Regions from separate parts of the Sus scrofa genome. Here all the other regions are linked to region 2. Evidence: chromatin contacts called from public HiChIP or PLAC-seq data. All regions are on one chromosome and are shown on one strand. Each heading gives the region's core, a stretch centred on a gene start, on an enhancer-like site or on the middle of the called end of the contact. The rest is flanking DNA. Distances are from core to core; before and after follow the strand shown. Region 1 has its middle 69 kb from the start of NOD1. Region 2 has its middle 22 kb from the start of ZNRF2. Region 3 overlaps NOD1 (nucleotide binding oligomerization domain containing 1). Region 4 has its middle 48 kb from the start of NOD1.

Evidence for each region. HiChIP or PLAC-seq counts read pairs in DNA pulled down with a chosen protein or histone mark.
Region 1: an H3K27ac HiChIP or PLAC-seq map of alveolar macrophages shows a contact between it and region 2. The contact joins two enhancer-like sites. A contact is called at or near these places in 2 of 47 Hi-C or Micro-C datasets (both in embryonic fibroblasts) and 1 of 2 datasets of contacts at active chromatin or transcription factors (alveolar macrophages).
Region 3: an H3K27ac HiChIP or PLAC-seq map of alveolar macrophages shows a contact between it and region 2. The contact joins two enhancer-like sites. A contact is called at or near these places in 2 of 47 Hi-C or Micro-C datasets (omental adipose tissue and subcutaneous adipose tissue) and 1 of 2 datasets of contacts at active chromatin or transcription factors (alveolar macrophages).
Region 4: a contact with region 2 is called in an H3K27ac HiChIP or PLAC-seq map of alveolar macrophages. The contact joins two enhancer-like sites. A contact is called at or near these places in 1 of 5 promoter capture datasets (liver), 18 of 47 Hi-C or Micro-C datasets (alveolar macrophages, blood, brain and 9 more) and 1 of 2 datasets of contacts at active chromatin or transcription factors (alveolar macrophages).

The regions. Positions count from the first base shown.
Region 1 is chr18:42,532,434-42,535,133 of Sscrofa11.1, reverse strand. No RefSeq gene overlaps it. Among named protein-coding and RNA genes, the nearest start is that of NOD1, 69 kb to the right of the region's middle. Within about 2 kb of position 1,418, at least 3 of the 83 cell types and tissues checked have an H3K27ac peak or open chromatin away from gene starts, as enhancers often do. A contact at or near this core is called in alveolar macrophages, where this site is marked.
Region 2 is chr18:42,672,124-42,674,994 of Sscrofa11.1, reverse strand. No RefSeq gene overlaps it. Among named protein-coding and RNA genes, the nearest start is that of ZNRF2, 22 kb to the right of the region's middle. Within about 2 kb of position 1,559, at least 8 of the 83 cell types and tissues checked have an H3K27ac peak or open chromatin away from gene starts, as enhancers often do. A contact at or near this core is called in alveolar macrophages and retroperitoneal adipose tissue, where this site is marked.
Region 3 is chr18:42,487,786-42,490,683 of Sscrofa11.1, reverse strand. NOD1 (nucleotide binding oligomerization domain containing 1) reads right to left here. Exons shown (of 14, transcript NM_001114277.1): 10 at 2,572-2,655; 11 at 780-863. Among named protein-coding and RNA genes, the nearest start is that of NOD1, 25 kb to the right of the region's middle. Within about 2 kb of position 1,598, at least 12 of the 83 cell types and tissues checked have an H3K27ac peak or open chromatin away from gene starts, as enhancers often do. A contact at or near this core is called in alveolar macrophages, where this site is marked.
Region 4 is chr18:42,511,208-42,513,907 of Sscrofa11.1, reverse strand. No RefSeq gene overlaps it. Among named protein-coding and RNA genes, the nearest start is that of NOD1, 48 kb to the right of the region's middle. Within about 2 kb of position 1,272, at least 5 of the 83 cell types and tissues checked have an H3K27ac peak or open chromatin away from gene starts, as enhancers often do. A contact at or near this core is called in alveolar macrophages and retroperitoneal adipose tissue, where this site is marked.

The sequences.
Region 1 (2,700 bases), core at 169-2,668, 140 kb after region 2:
GTGGCCTAGAGGTTAAGGCTTGGGTGTTGTTACTGCTGTGGCTTGGGTTGGACCCCTGGCCCAGGAGCTTCTGCATGCCTCAGGCATGGCCAAAAAAAATCAGTTATCCGTATATGTGTGAGTTCATTTCTGGATTGTCTATTCTGCCTCTATTTCTTTCCTTCCCCAGTGCTATATTGTCTTGATTACTGTAGCTTTGTGCTTTGTAGTAAGTCTTGAAATGAGGTAGTTTGAGATCTCCCACTTTATTCTTTTGTTCCCCAAAGCATTTTTGTTTCTCTAGTCCCTCTCCCCCGCTTCCTTGCCTCTTATTACGCTGCCTGGGCTCTCCAGGATGAGGTAAGTGGAAGTGCCAAAGGCAGAGAACCTCACTTGTTCTTGAACTTACAGGGAAAGCCTTCAGTCTCACTATTCAGGTTTGTTAACTGTAGACTTTTGTGTAGATGGCCCTTTATAAAATCGAGAATGCTCCTTGTGTTCCTTTTTCCTAAGACAGTTTATCATGAATGGATATTGAATTTTGTCAAATGCTTTTTCTCTGTCTATTGAAATGATTGTAAGGGTTTTTTTCTCTTTTATTTGCTGACATGGTAGATTTCACTGATTTTTTGAATGTTGAACCAAACTTTCATATATTTCTGGATTCAATTTGCTCATAGTAGTTAAGGATTTTTTTTTTTCTTTTTTGCATCTATGTCCAAGAGGGTTATTAGTCTATAGTTTTCTTTTCCTGCAGTAGCTTTGATTTTGGTATCAGGGTAATGGAAGTGTTGCAAAGTGTTCCTTCCTCTTTTATTTTCTGAGTTGATATAGAGTGCTGCACAATTTCCTCTGTGCTCTGCTGTAGCAGTATCTCACACACTGATACATTGGTTGAAAACAACGATGGGGGTTAGACTGTATTGGGAATATAAATAACATTTATCACATTAGACTTGAACCAACTGCTTGTCCCTTGAGGCTGGCAGATTCCCTGAGTGAAGGCAAAGAATGCTTCCAAATCCGGCTGAAGAGTCTCTGAAGACAACAGACTGGCCATTGCCACATGGATAGCCCCTGTTCCCACTCCTAATGAACCTGTGATGTCTGTACTAGAATGATCTCAGCAAACGAATTTTGTTGGCTTGAGGTCAGATTCCAATTTTTGTTAAGACCCAAGAGTTGGGGTTAATAAATGGGAGGAAAATTCAAATATGCTAAGAGACCTGCCACCTGAAGTATATAAATTGTGTAACAGCTGTCACTTTAAGTTTTTACCAGGGAGGTCAGGTTGGGAATGAAAATAATCTAGCAGTCAATTAGATTTAGAGAAGTAACTGACTGGGAAAAGAAAACAAACCATAAAACACCACCATGAGGGGTTTTGCCTTTTCTTACAGAGAAGGTGGAAGTGAAAATACAACAGTGAGGATTGTGGAAACATTCTGTGCAGCCTTAGGTACTGGCTAGGGGGCACCAGAGTCCGCTAACAAAATTAGCAGGAAAGAAGGAAGAAGAAAATCCAAGCTGTCAGGAAACTAATTTTGCCTAATTCACTCTGCTTGTCATCACCTCTGCGGCACGAGGGCTTTCGGTTCCAGCCTTCACCTGAACATCATCTGCCCAGAGGACTTCTGACACTCAAGAGCTCCTGGAAAGGTCTGTTTCGTCAGACTCAAAGGTAGTTTTTCCTATAGTAGGTAACACTTTTTCAAATTTCTCCTACGTTTTGTCAGGTTTTTTTTTTTTCTTTCCTTTTTTTTTTTTTTTTTTTTTGCATTTTAAGGCTGTGCTTGCCACATATGATGTTCTCAGGCTAGGGGTCGAATCGGAGCTGCAGCTGTCAGCCCACACCACAGCCATACAGGGCAGGATCCAAGCCACGTCTGTGACCCACACTGTAGCTCACAGCAACACTGGATCCTTAACCCACCAATGGAGGCCAGGGATCAAACCTGCAACTTCATGGTTCCTAGTGGGGTTCATTTCTGTGGCGCCATGACAGGATCTCTAGTTTTTGTTCTTTTAGCCTAAGTTTTGAAAATTCAAAAAGAGCTCTCAAAACAGTTTTAAGTTTGTTAAAATTCACATGTCAAATAGGTTCATTTGTTTCTATTTTTCCTCCTTTTATAAGGTGAAGAAGCAAATCACAGATTACCTTGTAGCCATTGCAGGATACCAAAAAAAAAAAAAAGAAAGGCACATTGGAAGTTTTATTCTCAAATTGGGAAGGGCAAAAATAAAGAAGAGCTGACAAGGAAACAAAATAGAAACACAAAACATAGTGAGAAGAATCTACCTGCAAGAAATGTTTGTAAGGGAGTTCCCATTGTGGCTCAGTGGTTAAGGAACCCAACTGGGAACCATGAGGTTGTGGGTTCAATCCCTGGCCTTGCTCAGTGGGTTAAAGATCCAGTGTTGCCGTGAGCTGTGGTGTAGGTTGCAGACGCGGCTCAGATCCCGCATTGCTGTGGCTCTGGTGTAGGCCGGCGACTATAGCTCCGATTGAACCCCTAGCCTGGGGACCTCCATATGCCGTGGGAGAGGCCCAAGAAATGGCAAAGAGACCAAAAAAAAAAAAAAAAAAAAATGTTTAGGAGTTGCCATCTTGGCGCAGTGGCTAACGAATCCAACTAGGAACCATGAGGTTGTGGGTTCGATCCCTGCCCTTGCTCAGTGGGTTAATGATCCGGCGTTGCCGTGAGCTGTGGTGTAGGTTGC
Region 2 (2,871 bases), core at 310-2,809:
CGTTGTGGCTGCAGCAACCTCGGTTCAAATCCAAGTCACGGCACTCAGGGTGGGCGCTTTTCGTGTGCCCTCCTTCTACTTTCTAAAACAGGAGGAGATGGCCTTGCCTTCCATTGTGCAGTGGTGGTATAGTGGTGGGCATAGCTGCCTTCCACTTTCAAAAGGAGGGATCATAGACTCCGCTTCTTGTTAGAGGAATGGCAGGGTTCTAGCGGAGGACGTAGAACTGGAGATATTTTTGCAGCCACTTTTGGAAAACAAGGTCTGTCGCAAGCATATAGGGTTAATAAATGAAAGGGGACTGAGTAACCTGGTTGCTAAAGCTGTGGCTTCGGGGCCCTGAGTGACCCAAAGTTTCAGAGGGACCTTCTAGACACCACGGGACCGTCTGTTCTTTTCTGGGGTCTCATGATGGCAGACCTGAATAAACTTCCATTATCTAATGGAAACTACTTAAGGTAACCTTAGCAAATCTTCTATCCTTGCAAGCAAAAGTGGAAAAAAGAAGCAAAAAGGGCAACAAATCCAGCTATCCAGAGACATTTAAGGTTTCAATTATAGAAAGAAAAATTAATGGAAGGAAGACTAGAAATAAATGTGTTGAGATGTTAACAGTAGTTGCATCTGAGTGGTAGTTTTTTAGGTGATTTGATTTATCCCTTTATGCTTATTTAAAAAACGCTAAAGACCAAAAAGCACTGAAAAACTTAATTTACAAAAGAAATAAGATTCCTCACATGTGTAAGTTCACACGCACACACACACGCACACACTCTACTACCACCTCATACAAATCTATTCATCAGAGGTTCTTTTACTAACCTTCCATAGAGTCTGTGACTTTCCCCCATTCAAAACTGAAACCTGTGGAGTTCCCTTTGTGGCTCAGTGGTTAATGAACCCAACTAGGAACCATGAGGATGCAGGTTCGATCCCCAGCCTCACTCCGTGGGTTAAGGATCCAGAGTTGCCGTGAGCTGCAGCATAGGTTACAGATTTGGCTTGGATCCTGCATTGCTGTGGCTGTGGTATAGGCTAGCAGTTGTAGCTCTGATTCGACCCCTAGCCTGGGAACTTCCATATGCCATGGGTGCGTTCCTAAAAAAGAAAAGAAAAAAACCAAACAACCAAACTAAAAAAAAAAAACCCTGAAATCTGTTCTCTCTATCCTCAATATCCACTTTTAGGTATATTTCCAAGGCTGTGTAAGCTGTATGTTTGCTGAGAAGTTCAAAGCATTCTAGGTACTTTAATGGTCAAAATGGCTGGGGGGAACGGCGTGGGCTCAGCAGACATAAAGGGTCTGTGACACTTGTCTTTCCCTGTACAGTCTCAGGAGGCCTGCTACTTCCTAGTGAGGCATTGCTTTAAGATTTGCCCTATTTTCATCTCTGTGAGGAAGTCTCAGACAAACAAGGTCATATCTTGGATGCAGCCCTGTTAGCACATTCTCTTCCCTCATTTATTTTGACAAGAATTAATCTTTTCTGTGCAGTACACAAACTGTCCTGATGTGGGTAGTTGGACAATAGAAGAAGTGGTAGCAGCATCTCTGCAGAGTCATCTAGTGTCACGTGTTCTTTCTGAACGTACCTTCTAATGGATCACATAAGCACAAAGGGAAGGCAGCAATTAATTTTTCTTTGGTCACTGCCCTTACTGAAGAAGCTTCACCCGTGAGGTCTATGCCTGCTGGCACAGGACAAGAGCCAGCCCTGCCAGGAAGAAGAGTCCCTTAGCAAGATCATGTTTGTGTGGCAGAAAAGTGAGATTTGGTTCTAAGATATTTTAGTTCTTTTGAAGTCCTTGGGGGAAACTCAGGAAATAAAGAGTTGTAACTTCAGCTACAATTCAACAGACATAGAATGTAGAATTGCAACTAATGGTTCTAGGCTCTGAGGAGGCAACACTCTTTAAGACACAATTTGTACACCCGGAGAGCTCATTGTAGTGGGGGAGACAGAGACAAAGAAATGAAAGCTGTGTGATAAATACTGAAAGTGTGTACGAGGGATGGAGATGCCACAGAGGAGGAAGTGATGAATTCTGGAGAGTTCAGGAAGGCTTTCCGAAGGAAGTGGTGGCTGCGATTTAGAAGGATGGTAGGAGTTAGCTCTGCAAACAAGGTGGAGAAAGGGAGGTTATTTCAGACAGAAAAAACACTATCTGCAAAGGCACAGATAGCCCATCTGTACAGGGAAGGCGGTGAGACCCAGAGTTAAGGTAAACTGGAAGGAAATTGTGAGGTCAAGAGCCTGAAGATATTAATGAAGTCTTCTTAAAAATCGAGATATGATTCACAAACATAAAATTTGCCCTTTTAAGATATCCTTAAAAGTGGTTTGGAGTATATTCCCAGGGTCGTGTAACCATCACCACTACATAGTTCTGGAACATTTCATCCCCCCAAACCCTCTATTCATTAGCAATTGCTCTGCTTTCCCCTCCTACTGGGTTGCTTTTGGAAAACACTAAGTTGCTTTCTGTTTCTATGGATTTACTTAGTCTGGACACTTCTCTTTCTCTCTCTCTCTCTTTTTTAATGTTTTCCATTATAGCTGGTTTACAGTGTTCTGTCAATTTTCTACTGTACAGCAAGGTGACCCAGTCACACACACGTATACATTCTTTTTTGTCACATTACCATGCTCCATCATAAGTGACTAGATATAGTTCCCAGTGCTATACAGCAGGATCTCATTGCTTATCCATTCCAAAGGCAAGAGTTTGCATCTATTAACCCCAAGTTCCCAGTCCATCCCACTCCCTCCCCATCCCTCCTGGCAACCACAAGTCTATTCTCCAAGTCCATGATCTTCTTTTCCGTGCAAAGATTCATTTGTGCCATATATTAGAATCCAGATATAAGTG
Region 3 (2,898 bases), core at 349-2,848, 180 kb after region 2:
TTTTCAAAATCTTTTAAAGGATTTTTTGAGGGGAAAAGGAAAATGCATTTACTGGCCAGCAGGTTTAGGATCAGGATTCTCATAATGGTAACATTTTCATTGAACAATTTCGCCAATGTCTCGGGAGGAGGGTATGGAGACAAGTCACAGAACCTCCTCACCCGGAAGTAGTTCATGACACGGGCAAGTAAATAAAATACAATAAAATAAAAATAGGGTAAAAAACTGCAAAATGAAGAGTGGAATACTAGAAAGGAATTAGTGGCCCGGGAGTATAGAGAAGGAGAGAAAACGGCCGGCTTCCTGTGACAGGTGACAGATGAGCTGGAGCATCAAGGCCAAATCGGGAGGTGGCTCCCTGGGGAAAGTGGGGGCTGCCTGGGGAGGAAGGCAGCTCCCTCCCGAGGAAGGAGGAGGGAAACGGCGAGACACGCGCATGGATGGAAGCTGGACTCCAAAGGCACAACTGAGGATGCTCTTATAATACCCTGATGGTTAGAAGGGCTAGTCCCCTGGTTTTCCTGAGGCCTAGGGCGGCGAAGAAGGGGACCGCCTCAAACTCATGCTCCTGGGGCCTCCTCCCCCACCCCTTCTGTCCCTGTTTGTGCTTCTGAGAACAGCTATTATCTTCTCTGGGAGGAATTTAAATGATAACCCTTCCTTTGAGGGATGGCCTGGAGCCTTTTCAATGGACAGACCAGCCTTTAAGATTCCAGGCTGTGCACAGCCTTTGGGAAAATCCCCAAGACCCAACCTTTCAAAATGACTCTCATCGTTACCAGAATATTCTCAGAGACGCATTCTGCTGCAGGGCCTGTGCGAGGCTCTTTCCTCCTTCTGTAGAGATGCCGTTGAATGCAAGACTAGGACAGAAAAATGTTTGCAGGAGGTTATTAAAAACATGTCTAGTTTTGGGGGAGTTCCCGTCATGGCACAGTGGTTAACGAATCCGACTAGGAACCATGAGGTTGCAGGTTCGATCCCTGGCCTTGCTCAGTGGGTTAAGGATCCAGTGTTGCCGTGAGCTGTGGTGTAGGTTGCAGACGCGGCTTGGATCCCGCGTTGCTGTGGCTGTGGTGTAGGCCGGTGGCTACAGATCCGATTCAACCCCTAGCCTGGGAACCTCCATATGCCGTGGGTGCGGCCCTAGAAAAAGCAAAAAGACAAAAAAAAAAAAAAAAAGTGTCTATTTTTGGGTGTATAGCACAGGGATTCAGTTACACACACACACATTCTTGTTCAGATTCTTTTCCCTTATAGGTTGTTACAAAATAGACTATAGTTCCCTGTGCTATACGGTAGGTCCTTGTTGGTTTTCTGTTTTATATATAACAGTGTGTATTTCTTAATCCCGACCTTCAAATTTATTCCTCCCCCCAGGTTTGTTTTCTATGTCTGTGGGTCTCTTTCTGTTTTGTAAATCAACTATACTTCAATTTAAAAATTTAAAAACACCACCCACCACCAAACACGTCTACATGTGGGTTTGGTTTCAGCAATGCAAACAGCCGGGAAGACTGCCTGGAGGAGGCCCCTGCCCGGGCGGACTTGAGGCAGGAAGCAGAAGTGCTCAGCCTCGCCAGCAGCAGCATAGGCTTTGTCACTGCAGAGCGCAGGCTCAGAGCAGGAGGACAGGCGCCGATGCCCACAGAGAGGCCAGACAGGAAAGGGAACATCGGCGCGATGGGGTCACAGTGCCGACTGTGGGCTGAGGCAGCCTGGTGAGCTCCGCCTGGGAGGGCTGACCTCTCACAGGCGCCCGCCCATGAAGCTTGGGGAAGTGCCCTCTGTTCTCCTAGGGAAGGAACTCTGCCACTGTCTCCACCACTAGACTCTCTGGCGGTGGCAGGAAGGGTGCGGGCAATCGGGAGACACCCAAGTTGCAGAGATTTGGCCAGAGGCCTAAAGGAGGGCCGGGGAGGACCAGGTCTGTTTACAGAAGGGGTGGGTCCCCTCTTGTACCAGCACCATCCTGAGAATGACGAAGGGGCAGGAATCTGCTGCCCAGTGTCCTTTTCAGTTTTGTCTGGACCCCAGGATTCCTCCCTGGCCCTCAAGGGGTGCCAGGAGACTGCCAAGGGGGGTGGCAATATCCTGTGTCTTTTTTTTCTTTTGTCTTTTTCGGGCTGTACCCACAGGGCATATGGAAGGGCCCAGGCTAGGGAGTCGAAGTGGAGCTGTAGCCGCCAGCCTGCACCACAGCCTTGGCAATGCCAGATCCCCAATCCACTGAGCGAGGCCAGGGATTGAACTCTTCCTCATGGATGTTAGTGAGGTTCATTGCCACTGAGCCACAAGGGGAACTCCCAGTATCCCATGTCTTGATCTGATTGGTATGTGCACGTGTCATGCCACGGAGCTGACAATTTAAGCATAAAAGCAAAATATGCTTGATAGTTTATGTCAATAAAAATATTTTTTAAAAGAAAAGGAAAAACGACACACAAGTACGTCCCGCGTTAGGCATGCCAGCCCCCCTCTTCCCCTTGGCTCCTGCCCTGGGAGAATAAGAGGGATGCGGGGTAAGCAGGCTGGCCCTGGAGACGGCAGGTGTCAGAAGGCGGCTACTACCTCAGGTTGGTCAGGCTGGGGTGGTTCCTCAGAGCCTCTGCGAAGGCCTTCGCCCCTTCGTCGCCGATTTGGTTGCCCCACATCCTGCGAGCAGAGGCAAGACTGCAGATTATCTCACGCGAATCCCTTGTGTTCTGCTCGTGGCCATGGTTTGACTGCCACTCCGCGGGCAGGTGTGTTTGCTCCGTCCCTGGAGCTGCGGCCTGGAGAGCAACCCCTATGCCAGCCCCGGAGGAGGGAGAGGAGAGCGAAGCCTCCCGAGCAGAAGGCAAGTGGGCCAGCTGCACAGTTCGAGGCCGAGGCTCACCCCCGAATGCTCGGAAAGCA
Region 4 (2,700 bases), core at 23-2,522, 160 kb after region 2:
TGCTCCTTCCCTATTTTTATGCACAACCTCAGTAGTAAGACAAGCTGCATATCCTATCTGCCCAAATGCTCAGTTTCCTCACTCAGGAAGTAACCCCTACTTCATAGGGTAGTTGGGGGACGAATTAGTTTCCATTTGACCCAGTGCTCACGGGTCCAGTCAGACTGACTTGTTCAGGCAAAGTGGAGATACATGCACACATAGAAGTATTTAAGATCAAGGAAAACTGATTTTGAAGATGCACCTATCCAGTCGCACATGGTCATCGTGCACGATGCTGCTTGAAAACAGCTGCCGATTTATGGGTTACTCATTCTTCCCAGCAGCTGTGGTTGTTTCCAGTGCCCATGTGTGGCTGTAACACATCTGCATGTGCGGGCAGTGCCTGGACTGTCCAGGGTGAGAGTCCAGGGCAGGGAGTCTCATCCCCTTTCAAAGGAGACATGACATTGGTCTCCAACTTCCACCTACTTCTAAGCCACTTCTGAGGCTCCTAAACTGGATGGGTTCACATAGATTGAGAAAGAAAGAAAAATTCACTTGACTTGCCAATCTCACTCCAAAGGAATCATCCTAAAGACATTTTTACTTCCATAGACTTGTCTCTAATAATCACCACGACCACCACAGCCAATCTGGAAACCAGAATGTCTGGCTCTTGGAACATAACTAAGCAAATGATCAAATAGAATACAGATGATAGATTATAATGTGGGAAAATATTTGAAAGAAACGGCAAACGTACACTGTGTTTATAACTATGTGAAAAGATGTCTCAGGAGTTCCCGTCATGGCGCAGGGGAAATGAATCCGACTAGGAACCATGAGGTTGCAGGTTCGATCCCTGGCCTCACTCAGTGGGTTAAGGATCTGGTGTTGCTGTGAGCTGTGGTGTAGGTCATAGACATGGCTCGGATCTGGCGTTGCTGTGGCTGTGGTGTAGGCTGGCAGCTACAGCTCCAATTAGACCCCTAGCCTGGGAATCTCCTATATGCCGCAGATGCGACCCTGTAAAGACACAAAGACAAAAGACCAAAAAAAAAAAAAAAGTCTCAAAATGGTCAGCCTTAAAAAAGGAAATTCTGACATGGACAAACCTTAAGGATATTATGGTAAATGAAATAAGCCAGGCTCAAAAAGACAAATACTGTATGGCTCTACTCGTATGAGGGACCTAGAATAGTCAAAATCAGAGGCAGAAAGTAGGTAGTTTCCAGGGGCTCAGGGGAAGGGAAAATGGGGAACTATTACTCACAGAGTATAGAGTTTTGGTTTGACAGGAAGACTAATTCTGGAAGTGGGTGTTGGTGATGGTTACACAACATATGGTCGTGTTTATACCACTGAACTGTCCCCTTAAACATTAGGGTGGTAAATTGTGTATTTTACAATAAAAAGTCTCAAAGTAGGCAAAACATGGGAAGATGACATGCAGAAATTAAAGTAGCTGTGTTAGCTTTGGGTCATAAGCATTATTTAAAATGGTCTCTAATATGGATACTGCTTTGATAGCAAAAGCAAAATACGATGACAGAGACAAAGGGAAAAAAAGCTGGAGGTATTTTGATATGTTATTTGCTCATAAAAGCACCCGAGGAGTTGTGGGAAAAATCAGAAACGGAACACCCTTGAACTTATTTTGTAACTTATTTTTATTTCAAATCTTTTAAAAAATATTACAGAACACTGGGGACCTATAAACTTCTCAGGGGTTTGTGCTTCTAAAAGTTTTCAGCTGGTCTTGGGTGCAGTTACCTTAGGTTGACGGCTGTGAGCATCAGGCTGGGAAGGGACCCCCCCCTCAACTTCTCCCCCCCACCCCCACCCCCGCCCCCCGTGTGGTAACCTGAGCTTTGGTTTCCTTACCAGCTAATTCCATTTTCATTAAAATTCCTGTCTAGGAGCCTGGGATAATGGTCACCGTTTTGCCTTTCAGCTCCAGAGCAAGGGTTTGGTTTGGTTGTTTTCCTGTAAATGAGCAATTAGTTACTGGAAGCAGACGTGTGTCACACCTGGAAAAGGACCAACACCGCGGAGCCAAATGCGCCTTCTGAGCTGGGGACCTGAAAGGGACACCTGTCAGAAGCTGGAGGGCCCGGCTCTGGGCCGTGGTGCCAGCGTCCTCTCTGTTCTTACTGTGAAGATAGGAAGGCACCTCCCTCGATCCAGTGAGTGACACTTCGATGGTGGGGCCCTTCGGCAGGAATGGTGACAACTAACAGCTATGCTTTTCCCTGAGGAAGCTAGGGTAGTGCAGGAGGCTTGATGCTGAATGTTTTTAGACCTGAGCTTTGAGAACTTTCAGTCCGTCCCATCTTTGACCTTTTTGGGAAGTTCTCTAAGTCTCAGAGTGAGAAGAGGACACCTGCGGGTGAGAAATGGTTTTATGCCATCACATCACATGTGGGGCATCAACCCTGCGCCAGGCACTGTGCTAACCGCTTTCCATGTATCGGCTCATTTAATCCTCACAACAGCCCCACGAGCCGGTACTCTGGGATCCCCACTTCTCAGGACGTGGCCCAAAGCCCCACAGTGACTTGACACCGCTCCTAAGTTCCCAGTCAGCATGGACGTGCCATAAATGTAGGTCTGAAAAATGGGAGCTGTAATTTCTGTCCTCAAATCAACCCATGTGTCCCGTGGAAAGAAACAGTCATGTCCCAAGTTCACGAAATTCCTTCGTAGCCCCTCCCCCAA